Regions from separate parts of the Mus musculus genome. Here all the other regions are linked to region 2. Evidence: chromatin contacts called from public HiCAR-type, HiChIP or PLAC-seq and promoter capture Hi-C data. All regions are on one chromosome and are shown on one strand. Each heading gives the region's core, a stretch centred on a gene start, on an enhancer-like site or on the middle of the called end of the contact. The rest is flanking DNA. Distances are from core to core; before and after follow the strand shown.

What was found. Promoter capture Hi-C pulls out the DNA fragments that hold promoters and counts their contacts. HiCAR-type assays count read pairs that join an accessible place to other places. HiChIP or PLAC-seq counts read pairs in DNA pulled down with a chosen protein or histone mark.
Region 1: an H3K4me3 HiChIP or PLAC-seq map of embryonic forebrain shows a contact between it and region 2, with 3 times the contacts expected there. The contact joins the enhancer-like site here to the promoter of Dennd1a in region 2. A contact is called at or near these places in 1 of 39 promoter capture datasets (hippocampal neurons), 3 of 115 datasets of contacts at active chromatin or transcription factors (embryonic forebrain, embryonic limb bud and trophoblast stem cells) and 2 of 9 other capture datasets (adipose tissue and liver).
Region 3: a contact with region 2 is called in a HiCAR-type map of astrocytes, with 4 times the contacts expected there. The contact joins the enhancer-like site here to the promoter of Dennd1a in region 2. A contact is called at or near these places in 1 of 39 promoter capture datasets (hippocampal neurons), 1 of 484 Hi-C or Micro-C datasets (the HPC-7 cell line), 10 of 115 datasets of contacts at active chromatin or transcription factors (astrocytes, craniofacial prominence, embryonic basal ganglia and 5 more) and 3 of 9 other capture datasets (adipose tissue, embryonic stem cells and pancreatic islet).
Region 4: an H3K27ac HiChIP or PLAC-seq map of extraembryonic endoderm stem cells shows a contact between it and region 2, with 10 times the contacts expected there. The contact joins the promoter of Crb2 here to the promoter of Dennd1a in region 2. A contact is called at or near these places in 1 of 39 promoter capture datasets (the C10 cell line) and 1 of 115 datasets of contacts at active chromatin or transcription factors (extraembryonic endoderm stem cells).
Region 5: a contact with region 2 is called in a promoter capture Hi-C map of hippocampal neurons, with 5 times the contacts expected there. The contact joins the enhancer-like site here to the promoter of Dennd1a in region 2. A contact is called at or near these places in 1 of 39 promoter capture datasets (hippocampal neurons), 7 of 115 datasets of contacts at active chromatin or transcription factors (embryonic basal ganglia, embryonic forebrain, embryonic hindbrain and 4 more) and 3 of 9 other capture datasets (adipose tissue, liver and pancreatic islet).
Region 6: an H3K4me3 HiChIP or PLAC-seq map of embryonic limb bud shows a contact between it and region 2, with 3 times the contacts expected there. The contact joins the enhancer-like site here to the promoter of Dennd1a in region 2. A contact is called at or near these places in 3 of 39 promoter capture datasets (the 3T3-L1 cell line, hippocampal neurons and liver), 1 of 484 Hi-C or Micro-C datasets (the HPC-7 cell line), 9 of 115 datasets of contacts at active chromatin or transcription factors (embryonic forebrain, embryonic limb bud, embryonic midbrain and 4 more) and 2 of 9 other capture datasets (adipose tissue and embryonic stem cells).

What each region holds. Positions count from the first base shown.
Region 1 is chr2:37,828,469-37,831,421 of GRCm38.p6, forward strand. The region is part of intron 19 of Dennd1a (DENN/MADD domain containing 1A); the gene reads right to left. Among named protein-coding and RNA genes, the nearest start is that of Crb2, 54 kb to the left of the region's middle. Within about 2 kb of position 1,658, at least 24 of the 459 cell types and tissues checked have an H3K27ac peak or open chromatin away from gene starts, as enhancers often do. A contact at or near this core is called in embryonic forebrain, where this site is marked.
Region 2 is chr2:38,285,791-38,288,780 of GRCm38.p6, forward strand. Dennd1a (DENN/MADD domain containing 1A) reads right to left here and starts at 1,594. Exons shown (of 23, transcript NM_001362973.1): 1 at 1,323-1,594. The coding sequence starts at 1,339.
Region 3 is chr2:37,963,289-37,966,262 of GRCm38.p6, forward strand. All of the region lies in intron 11 of Dennd1a (DENN/MADD domain containing 1A), which reads right to left. Among named protein-coding and RNA genes, the nearest start is that of Crb2, 190 kb to the left of the region's middle. Within about 2 kb of position 1,458, at least 35 of the 459 cell types and tissues checked have an H3K27ac peak or open chromatin away from gene starts, as enhancers often do. A contact at or near this core is called in astrocytes, forebrain and hippocampal neurons, where this site is marked.
Region 4 is chr2:37,774,681-37,777,654 of GRCm38.p6, forward strand. Crb2 (crumbs family member 2) reads left to right here and starts at 1,569. Exons shown (of 13, transcript NM_001163566.1): 1 at 1,569-1,766. The coding sequence starts at 1,661.
Region 5 is chr2:37,905,209-37,908,390 of GRCm38.p6, forward strand. All of the region lies in intron 13 of Dennd1a (DENN/MADD domain containing 1A), which reads right to left. Among named protein-coding and RNA genes, the nearest start is that of Crb2, 130 kb to the left of the region's middle. Within about 2 kb of position 1,328, at least 11 of the 459 cell types and tissues checked have an H3K27ac peak or open chromatin away from gene starts, as enhancers often do. A contact at or near this core is called in hippocampal neurons, where this site is marked.
Region 6 is chr2:37,984,167-37,987,404 of GRCm38.p6, forward strand. The region is part of intron 10 of Dennd1a (DENN/MADD domain containing 1A); the gene reads right to left. Among named protein-coding and RNA genes, the nearest start is that of Crb2, 210 kb to the left of the region's middle. Within about 2 kb of position 1,700, at least 20 of the 459 cell types and tissues checked have an H3K27ac peak or open chromatin away from gene starts, as enhancers often do. A contact at or near this core is called in embryonic limb bud and forebrain, where this site is marked.

The DNA of each region.
Region 1 (2,953 bases), core at 408-2,907, 460 kb before region 2:
TCAAAGAAGACAAACCCAAGGACTGGGTATACCAAGCTTGGGGTATGCAAGGGAGAGGGAGAAGAAACAACTTTCCCTGGGAGGAACCTCTGACAGAAAAGGTGGGCATGACTAACAGGGCAGTTGCCTGTGAGAACTGGTCTCCAAGGATGGTCCTAAAGATGACCTCAATCATTTCTGTGCCATTCGTGATCTGCATCATTTCTCCTCTACAGACCCCATTGGCTCCACCGAAGAGGCTGAGGGGAAGCTGGATGGGGCCTGGGCTTCTCAGTTTGTCCTGGGAATGTGCTGGGAACAGAGCAGGCGTGAAAGAATTCACAATTATACTCTGTTGCTATTTAACGAGGGAAGAGTTCACCTGGTTAATTTTCCTGGCTAGTATTCACATCAATACTCTGACCTGTGTGTGAAGCAGACCCTGTTGGGAGGGGAAGACAAAGCTTTCTATGGCTTTACAAAGGGTCTCTGGGCCAGGAGCAAGGCTCTGCTACTCTTTGGGACTGGAAATCTGCTATTATGCAAGGTATGGAAATAAAAGAGGGCTTCTTTTGATATGCCTCCAAAGGGGAGTGTATTGAAGTGATATTTTTGTGGAGTGTTTCCTTTGAAATGCCCAACCAGCTCTCAGAGGCATGGCTCTCTTCTGTCCCCCAACTCCTGTCATTATTTCCAGTTCTCTTTACACAGCCATGACTGAGCTGATCCTGCTTGCTGGGGAGGATCAAATGCGTGTCTCTGCTTCAGAGTTTCAGCCAGGCCAGCTGGAGCATACCAGGCCCCGGTGATGTGTTCTGGACCTGAGTGGCTCAGCAGGACATGAGAAAGAAGTGGGGGATTCTTGGACCCAAAGCATTTGCAGAGGTAACAAGCTTTTGTGTGGTGGATAGTCTTGCAAAAATGCTGAACAGGAAGGACCCTGACCTCATGGCTGAGGATAAAGTGGCCATCTGCTTGCTGAGAGTTCACTCACACAACATGGTAGGAAGGGGCTCTCTGCAGAGGAGAAGTAGGGGGTTAGGAGCTCCCTTGAAGGGCTAGGGGTACCCAGAACATGCCAGGGGTGCTGAACAGCCTGGGATAAAGGCTCTGCCAGGGTCCTATTGTATAGGCAGGGAAACAGAAGTCTCTCATCTTCCCTCACAGCATAATGGAAGACAGACACCTGGCATGCACGTCAGCCTTTGCCTGTTTGTTGCCTACAGGGTGGTTTTCATATACCCACTGCTTGCTGTCTTGAGGTGCCACCTGTGCGAGGGATGAGAGGGCATCTGGGACTGAAGGTGGTCCTGAAGGATAGGTACAGCACTTGCAGAGAGGGTCTGGGCAAGTGGTCTCGAGAGGGCTCTCTGCCATACCCTGCCTTCCACGCGTGCGTGCTGTGCTGAAAGCCTCTCAGGCTGCTCTGAATAGCCCTGCACTCTTTCCAATGTTGACAGGAGTAGTATTTTGTAGTGGTGCTGGTTAATTTGTAGTGGCATTTGTGGTTTGAAGCCTTGTCAAGATTCCTGATTACTTCCCGTGCAAGGAGCTCCACTGACGGGGAAGTTCACATGCTGAACAAAAGCAGCCAAGCAGCTGGGAGGGAAGACTGCATGGTGGCTGGGTGACCCAGCCAGCTTGGGGGACAGTGGCAGGGGAGGGAGGAGGCCCAGGCGAGGGCCAGGGGGAGGGGAGCCCTTTGTTTTTAGTTGGTGCAGGTGCAGGGCCTGAATAGGTGGCATCCCATTGGCTGTTGGAGGTCGGGTACCAGATGCGGCTGGTGGCTGGGCAGGGGCAGGGGGCTCTGCTGACTGTACTATTCTTCACCCAAACAGAAGCAGGAGGCAGGTGCCTTTCTGCTCCCTCCACTTGATGGCCATCTGGGACACCATCGAGGGTGCCTGGGTGACATTGTCCAGGAGTCTCACTGGTGGTGAGGTGAGAGGAAAGACCTCCAGATGTTCCTCGATACCAGGAGGGGCTGCTGGCTCTTGGCACATGCTGTGCACCAGGTCCATGCTAGGTGCTAAGCAGATAACTGGTCTCGAGAATGCTACAGAGAAGGCAACCTTGCTTAAAAAGGCAGAAACGATAAGGCAATGAGGCTCAGTGACTCATCTAGACCAAGCTTCACAGCTAACAGGTGGCACAGACACAATTCAAGCCCAGGTATGCCCACGAGTGCACACACTTTCCATGATACACAACACACACAGAGCAGTGGAAGGCAGATGGTGACATACGCTCTGTGAGCCCAGGGCACAGCTTTCCCAACCCCCATGATGTTGCTCCCTGACATCCTGGAGCTCTATGTACCGTGAAGTCTCCTCAACCCCACGGGAAGGCCTGTCTGAAAAGCTGCCTGCATTTCTCTAGGTCTGTGCCCTGCTTGGTGAGAGTTTGTTCAGTATATTAAGGGCCAGAGCCAGCTCAGCAAAAGCAAGACTCATTTATCATCTCTGGAATAGTGTCCACTCCAAACAGTACAGCAATAGGAAATAAAAACAAAAGCTTCCACCTAATTTTGCATTGGTACAGATAAGAAAACTCCATAATCTCTCACTTCCCAGCCCAAGAGAACTGATCAAATCCCTGTGCTCACAGCAGCCAGGAACACTACAGAGACGCTAAGGCTAGAGGCACTATTACCCAGTCATGAAGCCACCCAAGGGGTGGAGCCAGGACATAAGTTATTGTTCACATTAAAGAATCATGTTCCCTGTGTATATCTTAAGCAAAAGTAAAGTCTCAGGATTGTATGGGAATAAAACTTGTTTGAAAAATTGGAAAAAAAAAATACCCCTATGCTCAGCAAGCTGTCAGGACCCAGGCCTTATCCCCATGGCCTCACCTCTTAGCCCATATCACAGTGGCTCACGTTTGCCATCCTTCAGAGCAGCTGCTCTATCTCGCATGTGCCTATGTCCTCAACATACACTGGTCCTACATCAGCCCTCACTCACCCACCTGA
Region 2 (2,990 bases), core at 344-2,843:
CTTCTCCCTTTTCTATAAAAATAAAATAAAGGTCTTCTTATGCTTCCACATCCATTTTCATGAGCAAACTTTTCTAATGTCATTCAGCAGGTGTCACAGGATTTCTGCAAAACTTACAAGACACCTTTTGTAAATGAGAACTCTAACCGCTGAAGAGACTGAACAGCTGGGCAAGGGTCACACTGCATGTGCATCACTTGGACATGCGATGCAATGTTTGAATAATTATTAGATTTTTTGCCCTTGAGGCCCTTCCTCTTTCAAACTTCCCTAGTACAATTCTCAAAATGCTGAAATAATCACATTCCACGGACTTTCCTATAAGAGGGTTTATGGTGTCTTATGAATGCTGTTTTCCAGAAAAGCCTATGCTGTCAACTTTGTTTTTCAATGTCCTTAAGCAATTCTATTAGTCATAGAGAAAAAGTGAGCATTTGCTAATGATTAGAGAGAGAGAGAGAAAGAGAGTAAGCATCTGAGTCCTAGGGCTGAGGAAGGGAGTGGCCAGAATTGGTCTTAGCTGGGAGGGGAGATAGAGACCAAGGCAACAACACCCAAATTGGACCACAGAAAAGTTGTAATTCCCAAAGACAACTTCTAATGTTTCGGTGGGTACTTAAGTTACAAGTATCAGCATTTTCACGAGAAAACGAAGCCTCAACCAGGGGCTCCAAGCAAATGAAGAAGGAGTAAGGGAATGTGCCTGACTGGATTGCAAAACCTTTTCAAAATCAGGTGCTCAGTGACAGCTAAAGGTGTCTTCCTTCATAGCCTTTGGCCCTGGCTTGTGTGCAGACTCAGATAAGAGGAAGAGTCAGCAAAGGCAAAGCGCCTTCCTGTGCAGGCAGGCCATCCAGGCCTTAAATGTCCCAGAAGCCCCCTCCCTCTAAGAACCTCACACCACTTCTGGAATGATTACAGGCCTCACGCAGACAGGCTGCAACCTCTCAGGACCTGCCAACTCTCGGGGTCGCCCCCAAACACACCCTTATGAAGACTTGCTTCCGGAGACCTCCCCTCTCCCAGCAGCAGTCTGACAGTTTTCTGGGGCTCTGTACATCCCGCCTAGGGAGCCACCGCGTCAGCAGTTCCCGCCCTCAGGTGAGGAGGGGGCATCTGATCATCCGCGCCCCTCCACCCCACACGCACCCCGTCCCCGAGCCTTCCCGCATCACCATGGCAACCGTCCCCCTCCCCGCTTGACGCCTCCACGCGGGGCGCCCCTCCGGTCTGGGCAACAAGTCCCCCAAGCGCGGCCCACGGCCTGCAGCTCTAGCCCAGCCTCGCCTCCCCCGCGCCCGGCTCCGCCCGGCCGCACTCACTTGATCCTGGAGCCCATGGTCCCGGGGCCTCCTCATGGACCCGCGGGCCCCGCTCGGTGCTGCGCTGCACTGCACTGCCCGCCCGCCCGCGGCCGACAGGCCTCCCTCAGGAGCTCTCCCCGCCCCTTCCTCCCTTCCCTCAGGCAGGGGCCCGCCCGCTCGAGGCTCGCTCCCCGGCCGCCGCAGCTGCTGTCGCCTCCCGGGGTTAAAGTACTCGCTCCAGCCGGGCGAGCGCCATGGTCGCCCGCGCGCGTACCCGGCGCGCGCCGCCCCCTCCGTCTCTCACACCGCCGCCCCCTCCCGCCCGCGCCGCTGACCGCGGGGGCTGCTGGGAAGTGTAGTCCACTCGCGTGAGGGTGGCCCCGGGGGGCGGGAAGCGCGCAGCAGGACAGTGGTCTACCCGAAAGGTCTGTGGCTTCTCTGAGAAGAGACCTAGGGACCTTTGTCCCACTGCTTTTCATCAGAATCCACCCAAAGCGACCTGAAGGAACTTCCATCGTGTCCCCAGAGGCCACTAAAGAAGCCTTCGTCCACTCCTCAAGTGGAGAATTTTTGACAGGCTAAAATTCGGGGAGGGGGGTGTCTGAATTGGAGGAAACAGTTGTCCTCCCCTCTCAGGAACTCACAATGACTCCAGTTTCACTGAGTCAGGCTTCAGGGTTCTGGTTTCCCGAATTTGAAAACTGAAGTTCACAGACCATGGATGTTTAGCTTTAAAGAGTTGGTTTTTTTGTTTGTTTTTTTGGTTTTGTTTTTGGTTTTGTTTTTTTAATACCTCCATAAGTAGGAGCTTGGGAGAAAAGCCGGCCCATCCCAGGAAATGGGGTATCATAGAACTGCATGCCAGGTGCTGAGGGTGAGTTAGTCCAAATGTTTAACCTGTGGAACCAATGACTTTATTGGACTTTCTTAGAAAGCATGAGTGGGGGTTGCTTACAGGAGTGTGGGTGACTCCAAAGCAGCTGCACTGGAAAGTGCACACCATCATCGTCGTCGTTGTCCGTGTTCCCGCCCCCCTCCCCCCAAGACTCTTTAATCCCAGCATTTGAGTAGGGGAGGCTAGTGGATCTCTGTGAATTTGAGGCCAGCCTGGTCTACAGAACTAGTTCCAAGAGAGCCAGGGCTACACAGTGAAACCCTGTCTTGAAAAACAAAAACAAAAACCTACCCTTCTATGACCGAAAGCTTCCTGTAGACATATATACAGTTTTCTTTAGTTAACCTCCTATAAACTACTACAATCTGTGTACTACAGCACCTCCCTGGGCCCAGAGGAATGTGCAATTAGAGTAGATTGCATACAAATGGCTGGGAGAACCGGGTGGAGTCCCCTCTGAGAAACTGTTAACAGCCAACAGGCCTGCTCCTGATGACCTTCTGCAAGCAGGCACAGCTGATGTGAAGATGGTGGCTATTTTGCTGTGAGGACCAGATTCTATAACCAATCACCTAGGTGAGAAAATTCTGGAAATATCTGAGGGAGTTTCCAGATTAGTTTAATTCAGGAGGGTGGCCTCTTCCATGGGCTGGCTTAAATGAACGGGGAAGGCAGCATTCATCTCTCTCTGTGCTTTCTGACTGGATTCAGTCATTGTGACTAGCAGCCTCACTTTTCTGCTGCCATGTCTTCTCCTTCTACCATGTTAAACTGTACTGTACCCTCAAACT
Region 3 (2,974 bases), core at 208-2,707, 320 kb before region 2:
AATAGCTCCAAACAGAAGGGGCAGGAGGCAATGGCCACTGGAGAGCAGTCCTGGGCTTAAAGGTTCTGTGAGTGGGTGTTGAGAGTGGGTCAGAATTGGGCCTTCTCTCTGTGTTCCCAGAGCTGCCTCAGCAGCACAGATCAGCCCTTGTAGGCTCTATGAGGCTGGGCTGGAACAGGCTTTTGATTTCCTTCCACTCCTGGCTGGAGGACTTGCCGGTTAAGCTGTGTGGAGTGTTTACTTTTTCAACAATGGCTGCAGGCTGAAGAAGAGGAAAAACCCTGGCCTCCTTTCTTGACTTAGCAGGCCAGGGTCCCCTTAGTAACCGAATTGTCTCCAGCACTGGGCTCCAGGCAGGAGCTGGGTCGGCAGTTTCCTCTCATGGGACAATGCTGCCCTGCCGGTGGCAAGGCCTCTTCTAAAGGGGCTGGCATGGGCTCAAGGGGCTTCCTGAAGCTCATAGTTCCCAAGGAAAGAATCACAGGCATCTTGGCTAGAGGATGCTCTCTCCTGAAAGGCTGTGGTTGCGAGTGTTGGTGGAGAAGGATGGTTCCTGAGTGTGTTAGCTCACTTCTCTTCAACATCATGCTGGCAAGAGCCTATTATCTTCAAGGCAAAGGTGGAGGCTCAGAGACAAAGCAAACTGCCTAATGCCACATAGCTAGGGAGGATAGCAGTCCTGGTTGTGGTTAGTCTAACTCTAACACTTTTCTGAAGAGAGCAGATTCATGGATCCAGAATCCCAGGATTCATACTGAGCACCTTTACATGTGGGCAGTCACAGCTGATTCTCTGGGCCTGCTTTCTGTTGTGCGAAACCAGACTTGCCTTTTGTAATATAAAAATTACATATGCTTCCTCTACAGAAAGCCGGAGCTTACCATTTGGAGCCATCACTCTAAACTATTCCCTTTTGCGTTTCTTCTTTCTACCTCTGCTCTAAATCCTTTGCACTGCGTCGCCCCCCCCCCCCACGCCCCCCTTGGTTTTTCATGTTGATTACAGCATAAGCAATACTCCACTTCATTAAAAGCTAAGTGACAGTTACTAATTGCTCCAGAGTGTTCTGCTACATGGAAGCAAACTCAACCAAGGCCACTTGGCTGAAAATTACCTCAAGTGTTTAAGACATTAATATATATCACATGGTCATAAAGTCTGAAGGCTGGAAGTTCTGTGTTTCAGGACAGATTCCTAGAAGTGGATTTTAGTTCCCATTCCTTAAGAAGTGTCCCTGGTGAATTCAACTTGGAGAGATATCTTTTCTTCTAATTATTTTAAAGCCATTTTATCCACAGCTTGTGTTTCCTACTCTAAGTGAAGAAAAATCAGCAAAGACATGAGCAGATGTCAAAATAGTCCTCCAAAAATTCTTCCCAATTAGAACACTTACGAGTACCGCAGCACACCGAGACAGCTCTCCGGTAGCTTGTCCCACCAACACATTCCCTCTCTTTTTAGTTACAGCATATGCCAAGGCTCCTGCCAGCTGCAAACCCTTCCCCCACCAGACTCCATAGGCTTCTCCTCAGAATGGGAAGAAGGGGGAAAAAGCAACAACAACAAAAACCCTCAAATAACATTGATGTACATTGTCCAAATGACATTTTTTTAAAATCTAGAAACACAAAAACAGCAGCACTCCATCATATTATTCATTAAAATATTAAGATGTCTTTCCTGTGTACTTTTGTCACAGTCTTAGCTTGACCCCTTTCTTTGGGCCAGGCAAGGGACAACTTACAGCACATGAGAAGCTCACGAGTAGCCAAGAGGACACCAGTTTTCTCAGAGTCACCTTTAGCACTGTACTAGACAGAACATTACAAATCTTCCAGGTTCCCAGTTAGGAAAAGAGAACAGGACAATACTAGCTGTATGCTCATTGTGCTGTTTAATTTTATGTCAATTCAACACAAGCCAGAGTCACTGGATAGGGAGGGAACCTTAATTAAGTAATGCCTTCATGTTGGGTGATGGTGGTGGTAGTGACTGCATTTAATCCCAGCACCCAGGAAGCAGAGACAGGTGGATTTCTGTGAGTTTGATGCCAGCCTGGGCTACAGTGCTAGTTCCAGGACATACAAAAAACCCTGTCTCAAAAAACAAAAAACAAAACAAAACAACAACAACAACAACAAAAACAGAAACCGAATCAAACCGAACCAAAACAAACAAATGAAATGCTCTTCATAAGATCAGGCAGGCAAGCCTGTTTAAGGCATTTTCTTATTTAGTGATTGATGGGGGAGGGCCCAGTCCATTGTGGGTGGCACCACTGCTGGGCTGGTCATCCTGAGTGTCATAAGAAAGCAGGCTGAGTAAGCCATAAAAACAAGCCAGTAAGCAGCACCCTTCCACAGCTTCAGCATCAGCTCCTGCCTCCAGGTTCCGACTTGCTTGAGTACCTGTTCTGACTTTCTTTAATAGTAGACTATGATCTAGAAGTGTAAGCTGAAGAGACCCTCCCTTCTTCAACTTACTTTTTAGTCATAGTGTTTTGTTGCAGCAACAGAAACCCTGATTAAGAAACTCATTGTGGGGTTGGTGAGATGGCTCAGCAGATAAGAGGGCTGACTGCTCTTCCAAAGATCCTGAGTTCAAATCCCAGCAACCACATGGTGGCTCACATCCATCTGTAACAAAATTTGATGCTCTCTTCTGGAGTGTCTGAAGACAGCTACAGTGTATTTACATATAATAAAAATAAATCTTTAAAAAAAAAAAAAGAAAGAAAAGTGAATTTAGTGTTTTGTGTTTTTTTTTTTTTTTTTTTTTTAAAAAAAAGGAAAGAAAGAAACTCATAGTGGTATTTAGAGATGCTGATGTCTGGTAAAGAGTTTGCATGATTTCCAGAACTTGATGACTCTGGGCTCAGGGACTCTGAGAGCCTGCTGCATAGTGCTGTTATTAGGACCTAGCTTCCCACAATCAGAACAACACACTGATCTAGGTTTACCTATATAGTACTAAC
Region 4 (2,974 bases), core at 319-2,818, 510 kb before region 2:
TCTCAGATGTATCCCTGAATTCCTTGACCTCCTATGACAATCCAAGCTCCAGGCGCGCTCTGTCCACTGCATTCTTCAAAGGACCACCAGGTGGCAGCTTCGGGATTAGTGCTTGGGGGTGGGCTCCTGGGTGAACCAGTCCCTGTCTGTTGCCTGGCTCCTCTTCACAGCCCACTCCCCTGTCTCCCATCCCTGTAGCTACCCCCCAGGGTCCTGCTATTTAATATTCTTGGCGCCATTCATATTCCTGGAGCAAAGCACAACTGCCCTGTAAAGTCTCACGAGGCTGGAGCTGTTACTCCTATTTTACAGATGACAGACACAATAGACTGAGAGCGAGTAAACTCCGTGTCATTCAGGCATGTTAGGTGCCTATATGTTTAGCTGTGCTCCCCCAAGAGTGGAGCATGACTTCCTCAAGATTAGCGATGGGAGTTCCAGGTCAAGAGACAACTGGAGTGGGTGTCCCAGAAAACAGGGCAGGCCTCTAATTCTGGAGAGGCTACAGGGCTGGTTAGCCAGGCCTATGGTTTCAGTCTCTTCCTGAGCTCTGGGGACCCAGGGGAACCAGCAGCCCTCTGGCTGGCTACCGATACCCTGTGATGCTCATTGTCTCACCTGATGTTTCTCCAAGGACATGCCATAGCCCCCAATTGCTACTTTGCCAGACACAGCAGAGTCCAGAGCCTTCAGGGACAGAATCCACCATCACTGACCTGGGCCAGACATTGTCATCTGCCAGGGGCTCATTTCAAGAAGGTAGTTCCCTTTAAAATAAGATGCTGCCCCACTTGGGGCAGCAGGCCATGGAAGAAGAGATGCTTTTTTATGTGCCAGTGTGTTTTGAGATGATGAGAACTCCTGGCTCCACCCAGTGCAACATGTGACTGTGAGGTTAGACAAAGAGAAGGACTTTTCAGGAAGAAGGGTGGGAACAGCATCGGAGCACTATTTTCGGTAGAGCAGCCACTCAGCGGAAAGGTCCGCCTTGGACAGCAGGGACATTTCTAAAGTTGCAAACACCAGAGACAAAGATCAAGGGCAAATGGGGAGACGAAAGGGCTCCGTTTGGCTGGTGAGGGGGTGGGAAGGATAGAAGGGAGTCAGGGGGCACGTGCTCTGGGGCCCAGTTACTACCTTACTGATAGTCACAAGAACAGGATCTGTGTGGCTGGGTAGGACCTAGTGGGCAGCGAGGACAGGAGCCCCTGTGATAGGAGGGGAGGAGCCTTGTTATCTCAGGTGTGGAAGGGGCAGGTTAAGTGAGGACGGATGGGAGCGCTTCTGAGCTCAAGCAAGGCAGGCCTGAAACTGCGGGGTAGTCGGACAAGCCCCAGGAATCTTGGCTGGCCCCATGGACTGGACCGCCTGGCAAGAGGGCTTGTGCACTGAGACCCAGGGTCAGGCCCAGGGCCTTGCCTGGATGGAGCTGAGGCCTCCGAAGGGGCTGGTGTTTGTGAGGAGCGGTGGGTCAGACCCTCCGGGAGGATCCTGTCCGGGGAGGAGCAGTGGGAGGCGGGGCGGAGGGGGAGGGCTGGAGGAGGGGCCGGGCCTCTGTCCACCTCGTCAGTGCTGGTTGGAGGGACGCAGGGGCGCGGAGCCCGCCGAGCAGAGGGTTCCCGCAGGCAGGCAGGCAGGCAGGCAGGCAGAGCCGGCTGCCATGGCGCTGGTGGGGCCTAGGATTTGGGGCCCTAGACGAGATATTTACCCCCTGTTGCTGCTACTGCTACTGCTGCTGCTGCTGCTGCTGCCTTGGGTCCCGGCTGGTGAGTGTGGCTGGGCCTGGGGGTGAGCGTGGCTGGGCTGGCCTGAGAGAATGGTGATGCTAGAGGCAAGAGTGTCCCGGGCCCTAGACAGTGTGGGGACAGTGCGGGTGTCTTGGGACTCACTTGGAGAGCTCGGAGTGTTCTGGAGGCTTCAGACTGAGGAGTCTATGCGGTGGGGCCAGGAGGATGAGGGCTGGTGTGGTCTGTAGAAGCCAGTCTGGGAGAGCTGGTGTGGTGTGGCGTAGTGTGTTGAGGGAAAAGCTGGGAATCTTGGTGTGAGGAGCCACTTAGGGAAAGCGTGCCGGGATAGATGGAAATGCGTGAATTGGAGAAGTTTCAGCAAACTCAGGCAATCTCCATAGAGTCTGCCGGAGTCACGTGTTGACCTGGGATGCAGGTGACATGTAAAGTTGCCCGGTGGGTGGACGTTCTGTTTGAGGGGATTGATTGTTGAGAGTTGTGTCCTCGCTGAACTAGCTGTAAGTTGTCCGGCATGTTCAACTGGCCTTTCCTGGCAACGGGAGGTGTGGGTGTGGGTGGGGCTAGATTAAGATAGGGGAGGGGGAAGAGAACCAGGGTTAGGGGAGAGCTTGCCCTCATTGCTCCCTTCTATGGGTCCTCTGCCAGCACTTGAGGGGCAACCGGTAGAGCTGTTCCGGGTCTTTGGAATGGCTAGGGATTCGGGATCATACGTGTGTGTCCCTGCAGCAGGTTTCTGGCATTCCTCAACTATGCTGGAAGGGCTCCCTGAAGCCAGCCCAGGCAGCCAGTACATTGGCTTTGTCCAAGTGCATTCAACACTGAGCCTGGAATTCCTACTGGGGGGTCTGGAGGACGCTTTGGCTTGGTCACTATAGTTACGAGGGCAGTAGGGAGGGCCCGGCTTCCCCTGCAATAGGTGAACCCCACCAGTGGCATTCCCCCTGCCTGCCTACAAAGCCGTTATTGCCTCTTCTCTGTGGAAAGGGGGAGGATGAGGACCCTGGGTACAGCGAGGACCTGTTTTAGGGAGGAAACCAAATGAAGGTTGAGGAGGGAAGGGACCTAGAAGAAGCTGGTACCTGAGGCAAATGAGGGTGGAGAAACCAGGCAACTCCAGGCTGTCTGTACATTAGGGCGTGAGGTTCTGGGCTGTGCACTTTGGATCTGTTCCACATGCAGTACACAGATGCCCATGGCAGCTGCACAGATGTGTGGCAGGGACTAGG
Region 5 (3,182 bases), core at 78-2,577, 380 kb before region 2:
ACAAAATGTTAGTTATCAAGAATCACAAAAGAAAAATAAATAGGTATTCGATATGTTGTTTCCAATCCTCCCATAGCTTTGGATTTTTAAATAAATAGATAAAAGAAAAGAAAAATGGTGAAATTCTATTTTAAAGAGATGTTTACTTACTATAATTTATGAATAAAATAAAATATCTGGAACTGCAATATATGGAACTTTTCTATTTAAGAAAAAAATGTCTGAGTCTAAAAAAATTGTTATATACACTTGTAAGAACAAAGTTAATGTGGAAAGTATATGGAAAAACCCAGGTAAATAAGAATTTAAAACAGTAGGAAACAAAATAAAATCAAGAGGACAGTAGATCAGTGGACACAGGGCAATATTCATGGTAGAAAAACAGATACTTGCCAAACAGCATGAGAAAAAAATTGAATGAAAATAATGAGTTAAAACGAAATTTGCATGTGTTCATGTGAGTAAGGAAACAGCAAAAAGGAAAATGTATATTAAGTGGGGAACAGGTAACCAAATTCAACAAAGGAATCATAATCGGTGAGTAAGGATAATGTCTTGGGTATGAGAAAAATGTACAATAAAGACTATATAAAAGAAGAAAAGTATTGTATTGACCATGTAAGTTTAATTACATAAGAAGGCATAAAATGATTTGGAAAGAAATGTGCTAACCCTGATGCAGATTGCCTGGGGGTGGGGTTGGCCACTGAGTGATCTTCCCCTCTTTTCGCTTTTCTGTCTTTCACAAATGTTTTACAATGAAAATATATTACTTTTATCATCAGATAAACCCAATAATACACATTGTTATTTTTAGATGCTGTCTCAACTTGGCCTTTTGCCCTGGTATGTATTCTTATGATTGTTCCTGTCATCATGACAAGAAGAGAAACTTCACAAGTGACTGGAGAGTCCTGAGTGGCATTAGGGATTCACCTACGTGGGATGGGTTTTAACTAGCACAAAGGACCCTGTAAGTAGGAACATTCAAAGGCAATTAGTTGGTAACAATATTATAAATAGAAAAGGAGCCAAATAAATGTTTCCTGGATATCATTAATTTAGTTGTAAAATAGATTCAGAGTTACTCTGATAACCCCACATAAAGAAGGCACTCATTATAAAGACAGCCATGTGTTAAACAAGAAAATGTAGACACAGAGATAGCTCTGCTGTACATAACCAAGATATTCCCACGGAGACAGCAGTTCTCAAAATATCATCCTCAAAACCAAAAGCTGCAGCTAGGAAAACAACCCCAGCACAATGCTAATCAGGTTGATCCTGCCTACTCATCCCCACATCCAGAATCCAGCGTGCCTCTAGCCTCTCCCTCTGGCTCTGTTGATACCCCACTGTAGGCCCCTTCTGAGAAAAGTGGCCATGGTGATGCTTCACAGGAACAGTGAGTGCCCAGACCCACAGAGAACACAGAGGAAGGCCACAGAAATGCCCTGGGGACCTTCTTTCTCTCCAAAGAAGCCTGATGACTTGCTTTTGAGAACGGAATGCTCCTGTCACCTTCACTACTGTTGGCTTCCCTGGAGTGAAAGCTCCAGGGTGTGTGTGTGTGTGTGTGTGTGTGTGTGTGTGTGTGTCTGTGTCTGTGTTTGTGTGTGTGCACGCCTGGGATCACAACTTACCCAAGACTCTAGCCTGTCTCTAACAGACTCATATAACCCTGGCCTCTCCTTCAAGGACAAGTGTTCCAGTCTCATTTCCTGGGCCAGTTCTAGTGGTCTCATCTCTGAGACTGAGACCACTGCCAGTGACTGCCTAGGGTATGGTCATGTGACTGAAAAGCAGTCAGTGGCACAGGAGAAGCCACCCAAAGAACTGCTAGGAAAACAAGGTCATGTTGCCACTGGAAAGGGTGGGGCTTTGAAGTCTGTGACACAGCCTCCTTGAGTCCAGGTAGTATGGCTGACAGGGTGGACTGGAAGACCGGAGGGCAGAATTAGGCTCATGGTGTTAGCAGCAAGGTGTTGACAATTAGTCAAGAACTGATTTGATGACCACCACTGGCTGTGTCAAGACTGCTCACAGCAATGCAACAGAAACCTCTGTACATTTCTCTGTCCCTCTTCCATTCAATAAAACTAGTTTGAATCAATGCCTCGGACTGGTTAAAGTGTACTATTAAGAATTAAAGAAAGGACCTTGTTGCTAGTGTTCTTATCTCGATGAGAACAGGCCAGTTTGTTCACCTTCCACCCTTTATTATACAAACATTTTTTAAAAAAGCAGAAAATAAAGAAAAAAATTCAATATGATTCTCCTGCCCTAATGTAGGTCAAGCCTTCCCTATCCCCTGGAATGGCTAAAAGAGATATAGGCCCTACTGCCTACATGCCACCCTGAGCTTTGGGGGAAGCACACTGTAGGTTCAAATTAACTTTACAAATACCCCAGGAATAGGAAGAAAAGCTTACACTGGCTACCACGCTTCCTGGAACACTGACAGGCAAGTTTTCAAATGCATATGGAATATTCACTTTCAAGTAAACTCATGGAAGGCAGCCTTGTGGTAAAAGGGCTTTAGTGTCTAACTTGGCTCTGATACCCACACTATAATCATTATGAGCTAGAATAAAAATCTACTTTAAAAAAAAAAAGATCAAGAGAGGGCCACATTGACACTTTGGTGCTTAAAATTTTCCTTCAATAGGGTTCCTTGGCTCTTGTGGGGACTGAGGCAGGGAAATCACAGTTTGAAGTCAACCTGACTATAGTACTGAGATTTTTTTTTTTAAGATTTATTTATTTATTATATGTAAGTACACTGTAGTTGTCTTCAGACACACCAGAAGAGGGAGTCAGATTTCGTTATGGATGGTTGTGAGCCACCATGTGGTTGCTGAGATTTGAACTCAGGACCTTCGGAAGAGCAGTCGGGTGCTTTTACCTGTTGAGCCATCTCACCAGCCCCCCAGTATTGAGATCTTATCTCAAACAAAAACAAAAGAAATAAACAGAAACAGGCCACCTAAGCCTGATCTCTTTACTGGGAGACAGTGTGTCAGTAGAAAGGGCACAGGCTTAGGATCAATCAGGTTAGTGCCTAGTTAAGTCATACATGCCCAGGCTACAAAGGTTCACAATAAATATCTGTGCTTCTGTTTCCTCACTAGTCATGGTTCTGAAATACTGGCTCCCTTATCTTCACCCCATGAACAATGTCC
Region 6 (3,238 bases), core at 450-2,949, 300 kb before region 2:
CAAAATACACCCCCAACTCTCATTGTTGGGAGTCCCACAAGAATTCCAAGCCATATAACTTTAAGGTGCATGTAGAGGACCTAGCTCAGACCCATCCAGAGACCCTGCTTGTCCCTTCAGTTTCTGTAAGACCCTATGAGCTCTGGTTAGTTGATTCAGTGTCTTGTGTTCTCATGGTACCCTCCTCAGCCACTCTGGCTCTAACAATTAATCCTTCCTCTCCATCTTCTGCAGGGTTCCCCTGGCTCTGCCTAATGCTTGGCTGTGTGTGGGTCTCTGCATCGCTCCCATGAGTTGCTGGATGACGTCCCTCTGATGACAATTAGGCTAGGCACCGATCTGCGAGAATATCATTAGGTATCATTTCATTGATTTTTTTTTCCCAACCCGGTAGTGTTTAGTTCTATCCTGGGTCTCTGGGCTGTCCTGCCTTTGGTTCCTGGCCATCCAAACAGTGTCAGTCATAGGCTCCCTCTCCTGGAGTGGGCCTCAAGTTGTACCAGTCATGGGCAGGCCAATCCCACAAGTTCTGCACCACCATTGCTCCAGGACAACTTGTAGACAGGACAGATTATAGGTTAAAGGTTTTACTTCTGTGTTGATGTCCCAGTTCTACTACTAGGAGCCTTGCCTGGTTATAGAAGACGGCCAGTTCTGGCTCAGTATTCCCAGTTACTAGGAGACATCACCATGGTCACTTTCGTAGATTCCAGAGTTACCGCTGCACTCATACACTCATTTATGGTGTTTCCCTCTGGTGTTAAATGTGATAGTAGTTATATGAAGTCACTTTTCCCTACTCACACAATAATCTCCATTCTACAAAGGAGAAAATTAACTAAAAGAAGGAAAACCATTTATCTAATGCCACAAAGTCAAGCAAGCAGTAAGCCCCAGCTGGCTCTGACTTGGTCCCCAGGTTGCCTTGTCTTCCTTGGGAGTAGAGGAGGAAGGGCAGGAAGCAGGGAGGACAGAAATGACTGGCAACTTTTCTGGCTGTCTTTTCAAGTATGTCACACATCCTACACAACACCAGCAGGCTTAGTTTGTAATGAAATTAGAGTCAAGACAATTGGGCTGTCCAGGTACTTTCCCTCAGGGGTAGCTTTGGAAGTCACAGTGGAGGGACAAGGATACCCCCCTGAATGCAGACCTGGGGAAACAATGAGGCAGGAGGTGACTGCAAACCAGGAACTCAGGCTGCATCTCGAAACCAGTGGGGAGGCAACTAAGTTTCTTAGACATTACATTTTTGCTTAAAAACTGCTCAAAAATCTAAAAAAAGAACACACATTGCAATTCCCTCATTACAACTCAACAAATACAATTCTTCAAGCAGAACACAAAATGTCCTTATTACTACAGATCTCAGCAATCAGGTATCATAGGAGCCTGGAAGACAGACTTAAACATTAGCTTCACAGTCTGAGAACTATTCTTCTAGACTTTGTATTTGATAATAGCCAAAGAAAAAAACTATACAAACAAACTACAGTGGAAAGAAACAGAGCTGTCTTTTCTTCTAGCATCTTCTTCCATCCTTTTTTCCCCCCTTCCAGGTACCTGCGGGGCACATGCAGCTTCTCTTTGCTTCAAGAGGCAAAGAAATGCCCTGTGATATTTTTGCCCCGAAACTGTAAACCATTAGCTTAGCTGCCAGCCACACAGATGCTCCAACTTCCCAGTGTGCCTGGCTTTGCTGCCTGAGCTTTCTCCAGTGTACACCAAAATGAATGTGTTTCTAATTAAGTAGCTTCAGGAACACGACAGCTTCAATGTCAAAAATACAAAGTCTGAACCCCGGCAGGAAGTCTTAAGACTGCAAATGTCTCATCTAGTGGAGCCTTGCCTAATGTAATGAAAGGAAGCAGGAAGAGCACAAAATTCCAGAAAAAAAAAAAAAAGACCACTCATTAATGTGTCCAGAGTATGGCCTGACACAGGGAGAAAAGCACAAGCTCACAATATTGAACTAAATCTTACTGACTTCTCGGCTCTCACATCTAAGTACATAACTGACCAGTAACCATGTGTTTCAAATAGAATTTCAGAACCAAAATCCCAACAAGTGAGTTAACAAACAGAGAAAGTCAAACAACTGTGAGAAAAAGGTGAAAATAATCCCGACAGCCAAAGCCCTGGGTGTAATTTAACCACAGGCTGTTCTTTAAAGAGGAAACATTCTCTAGAAACTGGAATATGTAGGTTTTAATGCCATGCTACTTTAGTCTGCATGCTAGCCTGACAGAATCGGGGGAGCCTTATGAAAATGACTTAAAGATACCAGAAGGGACAGAGCAGGTCTCACTCTTCGGACACAGTTGGGATGAATAATTACAGCTTCTTCCAAAAAAGCAGTTTTGCAGCCAAGCATTGTTACGCCTGCCCGATCTGTATTTAGACAACATTTAAAGCACGTGCATTCCGAATCTGATCAGTTCTGTGCTTTGCAGGAAAGCAAATCTGGACAAATACCTTCGTCTATTGTTATCATTTGCTTCCAACACCTCAAATGCTTCCCAGAATCTACATTTTTTTCTCTCTGCAAATATGTAATTACAAATTCTAAGTGGGGGTGAGAGAGAAAAGAAAAAGGAAGCCGCCTCCTTAACATTTCAACGTGGCAAGTACACAAGTGGGTAATTCTAGGTATGTTCTGAACATAATTTCTAGTCTCTATTTATCTCAGTAATTACAGCTATGTATACATTTTCTTGGAGACCTTTTTCTTTGCCTTTTTATTATATGAGGCAACCCATGATTAGGTCATCTAATATATCTACTTTTTTTTTTTTTTTGGCTCATCCTCTCTAATATTAACCTAAACTAATGGTTTCACATCTTTGAAATTAACTGCATGTATTTTATTGTTTCTCATTTTGCACACTGTCATTTTCTGTATCTACAACCACTGTGATGGTTATTTAAAAGGCTGTATAATATTCCACTCAGCAGAGTGGGCCATAATTTATTGAGTCTAATTCCTGGAATTAGACACTAAGTTGTTCCTAACTTTTCATTAATATAAGAAACACTGTAATGAAAACAAACAACTTCTGGGCTGGAGAGATGGCTCAATGGTTAAGGGCACTGACTGCTCTTCCAGAGGTCCTGAGTTCAATTCCCAGCAACACATGGTGCCTCACACCATCTGTAATAAGATCTGATGCCCTCTTCTGGTGTGTCTGAAGATAGCTACAGTGTGCTCATATGCATAAAATAAATAAATAAATAAATA